Linked DNA regions of Capra hircus: region 1 is linked to region 2. The links are chromatin contacts, called in public Hi-C maps. All regions are on one chromosome and are shown on one strand. The core of a region is the stretch at or near the end of the contact, and the rest is flanking DNA. Distances in the headings are between cores, read along the strand shown.

Region 1 (3,260 bases), core at 717-3,216, 81 kb after region 2:
CCCACGTAGCCGCTGCTCTAAGTAAGGTGGGTGCGTCAAACTGGCCGGCCTGGTTCCTAGTCCATCGTCCTTTCCATCATTCCCGAGTGGTAACGGTTAAGCTCAGTGGTGAATTGAAGAGTTCAGGTAAGGTAAGCACACAAAAAGACGAAGGAATCACTGCGGCATTCCCCCAAGAGACTGTCTGTTGATCCTTTTACAATGAAGATCTAAAAAATTAAAAAATAAATAAATAAATGAAATGAAGATCTAAGTTGGAAGCGGGTGAGTGATCCACTGCAGTTCTAAAAGAGCAAAGAAGCGAGCATACCTATGTTTTGAGGCTCTGGGTTGCCTGTCCTGTTTCTGGTGAGCAAGACAACCTTCCTGTTAGCTAAGAGCAGGGGTTCCTCAGGCCCCAGGCAGACCCCCCTCACTGATTCTCCCCCAAGCTGTAGATGAGGCCTCCCCTGGTGCCTTGTGACCCTGAACCGTGGACCATAGACTGGTAGAAACTTAGACCTGGGCCGAGGAGGAGGGTGGGGAAATGGGCACAGCCAGGGCAGAGTCTGACTTGGGCCTGTACACAAAGCTTCCACTATGCAAATGGTTGGCAGCATCCAGGTTGTATTTATTCATCGCGGCAACAGTGAGGGGGAAGTTCCATGCTGTCCAGACACACGGGCTCCTCAGTTCTCTGAAGAAAGTCCCATAGAAACAGAAAGTAAACCCCAGAGGTGATTTTCTTCTGGCCTTGGCAAAGTTGAGGGAACCATAGGACTGGTTTCCAAGCTTGCTGGCAGAGCTGGGCTGGAACAGTGGCAGCAAGGGCTTGGTCAGCAGGCTCTGGGCCCAGCAAGGTGGGTTGGGGGCTGCAGTCTGTAAGCATGAGTGTCAACTAAAGCAGGTCGCATGTGGGAATGGGTTGAGAAAATAGATTTAAGACATGGAGATTTGTCCCAAGAAGAAAGGATCCACAGAGATCAAAACGTGACCAAGACCTGGAGGTGGGTGCAGGTGGAGTTGATGGTGGCAGTGACTCTGGGAGCAGGGCCCAGACCCTGACACCACAAGCTGGGTTGGATGGGAGGTGGGGAAGAAGGCCCCCTTTGAGGACGACTTTCTGTGTTCCTGACTCTGTGTTCAATACTTAATGGATAACTTTGGAACAGAGAAAGAATGCTGCTTAGGGGGTAGGGGTGGGGGGGTCCCAGGAAAGTTTGGGACAAGGCAGAGATGCGAAAGTCATGCTCAGATCTAAGAACAATCAAGGTAGGAGCATGACCTTCCCAAATCAGTCTCAGGGCTGAGTGAGATAAGAGAGAGAGAGAGAGGGAAAAAATGTTGCTCACCTGCCTGGGGCCAAGGTGATGTGATGTTGACCCGCTGGAACAGGTCAGTAGTGGTACCTGCCACAAGTGCAAGGCAGAAATCCAGGCAAAGCCTCAAACAGGCTAAACCACAGTGCCTGACCATCCCCAAAGACACACTGGCTCCTTTGTACCCGTGTAACCCAGTGGCTTATAATAGATTTACTATTTATATATCACTTTACAGTTTTCAAAGCACCTTCACAAATTAGGCTATTTAACTGATGTTCATTGTTGGATTATTAGGTATTGGATCAAGTGTTTCTCAGATTATTTTGTCTGGCCTCTCCGGTGTGACTCTGGCTAAGTTACTTGCCCTCTCTTAACTTCTGCCCAACTGAGAGAAGGCAACAATCAATCACTCTTCCACAACACAGAATGAGAGGTGCTGGTAGGGAATGGATTTGCCGGGCTTCAACAAGCTCTGGAGTCCACAGACATTCTAAAGAAAACCCATTCACTGGGCTCCAGGAAAGCAAATTCAGACGCATCACAATCTTTCCTTCAACCTAGCTTTTAAGTCCTAAGTCCTTCCAGAAGGCTTGTAGTTCTCTCACCCCTTGCCAAGCCTGGTTTCAAGAAGGGAAGTTAGGGCGGAGTTTCTGATTCCCCTTCAGCTCTATTTTTATCTGGAACGTTTCTTCCTGCACCACCGGTGATTGGCGCCTTCGGGGCTGAGGTAAAGTGCGCTGTCAGCAGGTCGCGAGCAATAAATAGCAGCGGACAGAGAGACTGAGACCGACGGACCGGCCCAGCATGTTTGCCAGGAGCAGCTCAATTAATAAATTGCTCTGTCCCTGGAACCTCTCCATTGTTCCAGGAGGACATGATGTTCACCTCTGACCAGGCCTTGCATGGCCAGTGTGGGGCACATGTCAGGGCGGGCACTGAGGCTCCCCACCCCCTTCTCCAGCGCTGTGGGGAATTCTGGCATCTTGAAGAGAGGCGAATCCTTAAACATCTTTTTTTGAAATCAGTATTTGATATTTAGGCTGAAATGGGGATAAACTTGACTTATAGCAGGGACCTGCCTTTTCCTCTAGAACAGCCTGTTCACAGATCAGAAGCTCTGTGTCCCAGCAGTTCTTTCCTATCTCGAAGCAAAGCCCTCTTCTCAAAGTTTTGCCCACACTTACTCAACTTCACCTGAGGTCATTGTGGGGCAGGTGGTTGCCCCTCCTGCTCCAATGGGACAATGTCATGGTATTACCAGTGATATTTCCTTCAGAGGTAGCACTCAAATATGAAAGCTCAGAGACACTTTCAGCACAAAAAGGAGGGTGTAGGACATGTATGTGAGAGTATGTGTGTGTGCGTATGCGCATGGATGTGTGTGTGGAGGGATGCAAGTTTGCAGCTGGAGCGTGCTTGTAGGCCATGAGCTCCATGGAAAGACCAAGATGTCTTTGTTGGGCAACTGCTACCCAGATTCTCTCAGTTTCAAGCTAGACATGAGCAGGTGGAGTGGAGAGGTTTGCAGCCTGTGTGCAAAATGCTATCATCATGGTCACCAAAAATAAAAGCTGAATGTCACTAAGACTGGACATTTTTAAAAAATTATGAAAGTCAGGGGCTTTTGTAGGCCACATGTAATAAGGCAGAAGTGAAGTGTCTGTTTCCAGGGCTTGCTGACTCCTCGAATGAGTCTTGGTGGCAAATGGCATGCGAGAGTGAGCAGTGACTGTGGTTCACTGAGGTCATTGCCAAGGGTTCTTAGAAATAGCAGTAACAGCGCTTCTGAAGCTCTTATGTCCTAGGCCTTGTCCCCACACTTCAGATACATAGTAAGTCACTTGACCTGCAGAACCACCATGTGAACAACGTGCTACTGTTATCCCTACCGAGGTACAAATGGAGAAAGTCATTTGCCCAAGGTCACTGAGCTAAGGAGATGGAGCAACTCAGTGGTCA
Region 2 (3,337 bases), core at 264-2,763:
ACTCGCCTGCCAATGCAGGAGAGGTTAAGAGGCTCGTCGGATCCCTGGGTCGGGAAGTCCCCCGAGAAGGGCATGGCAACCCACTCCAGTATTCTTGCTTAGAGAATCCCAAGTACCAAGTGAACAATGTCAAGGGTTTCAGAGCCTGCTAGCTGGCCACAGGGCTGCTGGTTGGAACATCCTTGAAATCAGAACCCACTACATCTCATTTATCTATGCAATGGCAGGATTAGTATCTAGAATCAAGGACCTGTGAACCGGAAAAAGTTACCTAAACTCTTCTTAGCCTAATAAGTGTGTTAGTCGCTCAGTCGTGTCCAACTCTTTGCCACCCCATGGATCATAGCCCAGCAGGCTCCCCTGTCCATGGAATTTTCCAGGTAAAAATACTGAGGTGGGTTGCCATTCCCTTCTCCAGGGGATCTTCCTGACCCAGGGATCAAACCCATGTCTTCTGCATTGCAGGCAGATTCTTTACCATCTGAACTACTACGGGCTCCTTTTAGCCTAATGATGAAAGTATTAACTCATAGAGTTGTGGGGAAGATTAAACGGGACGATCAATCTAAAGTATCTGACAACTTGCGACACATAGTAGGGATTCAATGAGCAGAAGTTATCACTTTGTTGCTTAGCACGGCTGACATATAGTGGTGCTTAATACGTGTTTCAGTGAATTAACGAATGAAATGTGTAGAATCATGAAGATTTTCCTGCACTGAGGAATCCAAATATTTTCAAGGTTTTTAAATGTGGAATCCGATAGTTGAATCACCTCAGGGCAAAGCAATCAGTCTGTCTGGATAAGATAATTCTGTCAATCTTCTCTACTCTTTTGAGAAAGCAGAGATCGGAGGGGGTAAGTGATGTGCCCTTGGCTTCAGAGCTGATGAGGGAAGCAGGATGAGACTGACTCTTGAGTCCTAGCTCAAGATTTAATTAACCATTAGGGACCTGTCGGACCAGCTGGGAGGGTGGGAGGACCGGAGGATGGGAAGGCAGGTCTTAATAGGCTGATCCTAGAAAACAAATAGGCTTTGGGCTTGGTTTCAACATGCTTACGAAGGCCACCTTTACACAAGTGACCTCACCCAGGTGTGGAAAGAACCAGAACCACAAAAGAGCTTCTTGTTTGTCCCGGGGCAAACTGAGGCTGCGCTTAGAGGCTCAGTCCCGTCTGAGTCTTTGCGACCCTATGGACTGTAGCCCACCAGGCTCCTCTGTGCTTGCGATTCTCCAGGCAAGAATACTGGAGTGGATTGCCGTGCCCTCCTCGGGGCAATCCATAATTGGCTTCTAATCTGAAGGGATCTGTAGGAAGCGGCTCTCACTTCTCCAAATATGCTTCTTCCTGTGTCACAAGAAGCCTTGGGTCACCTCCTTCCTTTGTGCAACAAAACAGCGATTCTGTCTCTGCTCTTTTTCTTTCCTGTTACAATTTGCTTTGCCTTTTCCGGGGCCCGATCCTCAGGACACAGCCCTGCTGCAGCCTCGGCTGGGTCTGTCAGCAGCCTCCCTGGGTTTCCTGACCTGCACAGAACAGCAGAAGACTGCTGAGCCCCGAGGCCCCTCCCTTTCCCTGAATAAAACAGGCTTCCCTGGGGTGGTCCAACCCCTCTGCTTTTGATCTGCCAGCAGGAAGCAATAAAAGGCACTTTCCACGTGCCTGTAGTAACTGCATTTTCCATATACAAAAACAAGGTTCATTACCCAACCAGGACAAGTGCCATTCTAAGGACTTTGGAACAAAAGACGTGAAACTGAACCGTGCCAGAAATCCCAGGATGGCTAGTTGCCATGCACAGTCCTCGTGGAAAATTGCTCCTCTGGGGAATGCCTGCTGGAAGTGCCATCTGCTTTTGCCACAGATTCAAGGCTGTGACTGTAACTCACATACTGGCCGTAGTAGGACTTTGGTTAACTCCGGCTCAGATTCTACTAGGAAACCAGGGCTGAACGGCTGTGTGCAGGAAACCTCTTTCCTGGACTTCGCTTGCTTGTTTTATCTGTGTAAAGATCCTATTCCCATGGGGGCTTTGCAAGATGTTTTTCACCTTCAACTCAGTTATGATTCTTTTAAACATATCAATCCAAGGAGGGGAGGAGGGAATGGGGAGTAATTACTAACGGGCACTAGTTTCTTTCTGGGGTAATGAAAATGTTCTAAAATTAGATTGTGGTGGTGCTTGCACTCTGAACATATTAAAAGCCATTGAACTATACATTTTAAATGGGTAAAATGTATGTGAACTATATCTCAGTAAAACTATTAAAATTTTTCAAAAATTCAATCCAATGACTTAAGAATATGCAATACATGTCAGGTACTAGGTTGTGTAGTGCTGAAGATAAAGTGGTGAAAATGCCATTCATTCCAACTGGTTGGTTCTCTACTATGGCCATGAAATTGAAATAGGAGGAAAAGGGACAGGACAAAACCTTTGAAAGAACGACATAGCCCAAGGGCACAGCATAAACTGAACAGAACCAAATGGGTCCAAGATGACAGACAAGGCAACTTGACTAAACCTTGACACTCGGCATAAACTCATTGTAACATGTCGGCAAGCTAAATGACAGGGTTAGAGCTGCCACGGCAGTTCCATCAGAGAAAACTGGACAGTGGCCAAACACCTGGAAATCCCAACCTTTCCCCCACAATAGTTGGAATAGTTCCGCCACTCGTTAGCCTATGAAATTTCCCAGTCCATAAAAGCTAATGACACCACATTTGGGGGCTGCACTCGCCCTCTGTGGCAGCCCACCTTCTGTCTGTGGAGTGTTTTTCACTGAATAAATCCACTTCTTACCTATCACTCTTTCACTGAATTCTTTCTGCAATGAGATATCAGGAACCTGGGCTTCATTAGGTCCTGAAACCTGTGATCTCAGTTGGAAGACCGTGAGTTTTGGCTGGGTTTGAGTCCCAGGACATGGGCTCAAGTCCCAATCTGAGTGAAATGGTTTCAAAGCCATGCTTATCCTCTGGGGAGGACCCAATGACTGCTGGAGTGGCTTCTACCCTTCCACATTCAACTATTATAAAAATAATCACAGTGTGGTAAAATGAGAGCCAGACTTGGCATCAGAGGTCTTGGGTCTTCAAACTTTGCCTCTTCCACTTGATAGCTGTGTTATTACTAGGCAAGGCAGATTTTCAACCTCCAACTCCTCATCTGTCAGTAAGGAAGTCATAATATCTGCGGGCAGTGCGGTTGAGTGGGAAATAAATGCTGGCAAGTTGTCTAGGTACCTGGAACATAATAGACGTTGAAGATTTCCTTCCTTCTTTCCTTCCTTAAGGAGCATAAGGAAATTGTTGTTCAGTTGTTAAGCC

What was found. A called contact is a pair of places that touch in the nucleus more often than the background predicts.
Region 1: a Hi-C map of blood shows a contact between it and region 2, with 2.5 times the contacts expected there. The contact joins two enhancer-like sites. A contact is called at or near these places in 3 of 5 Hi-C or Micro-C datasets (blood and liver).

What each region holds. Positions count from the first base shown.
Region 1 is chr3:119,049,550-119,052,809 of ARS1.2, forward strand. The region is part of intron 1 of RCSD1 (capZ-interacting protein); the gene reads left to right. Among named protein-coding and RNA genes, the nearest start is that of TRNAP-CGG, 30 kb to the right of the region's middle. Within about 2 kb of position 1,967, at least 3 of the 5 cell types and tissues checked have an H3K27ac peak or open chromatin away from gene starts, as enhancers often do.
Region 2 is chr3:118,969,333-118,972,669 of ARS1.2, forward strand. No RefSeq gene overlaps it. Among named protein-coding and RNA genes, the nearest start is that of CREG1, 32 kb to the left of the region's middle. Within about 2 kb of position 1,514, at least 2 of the 5 cell types and tissues checked have an H3K27ac peak or open chromatin away from gene starts, as enhancers often do.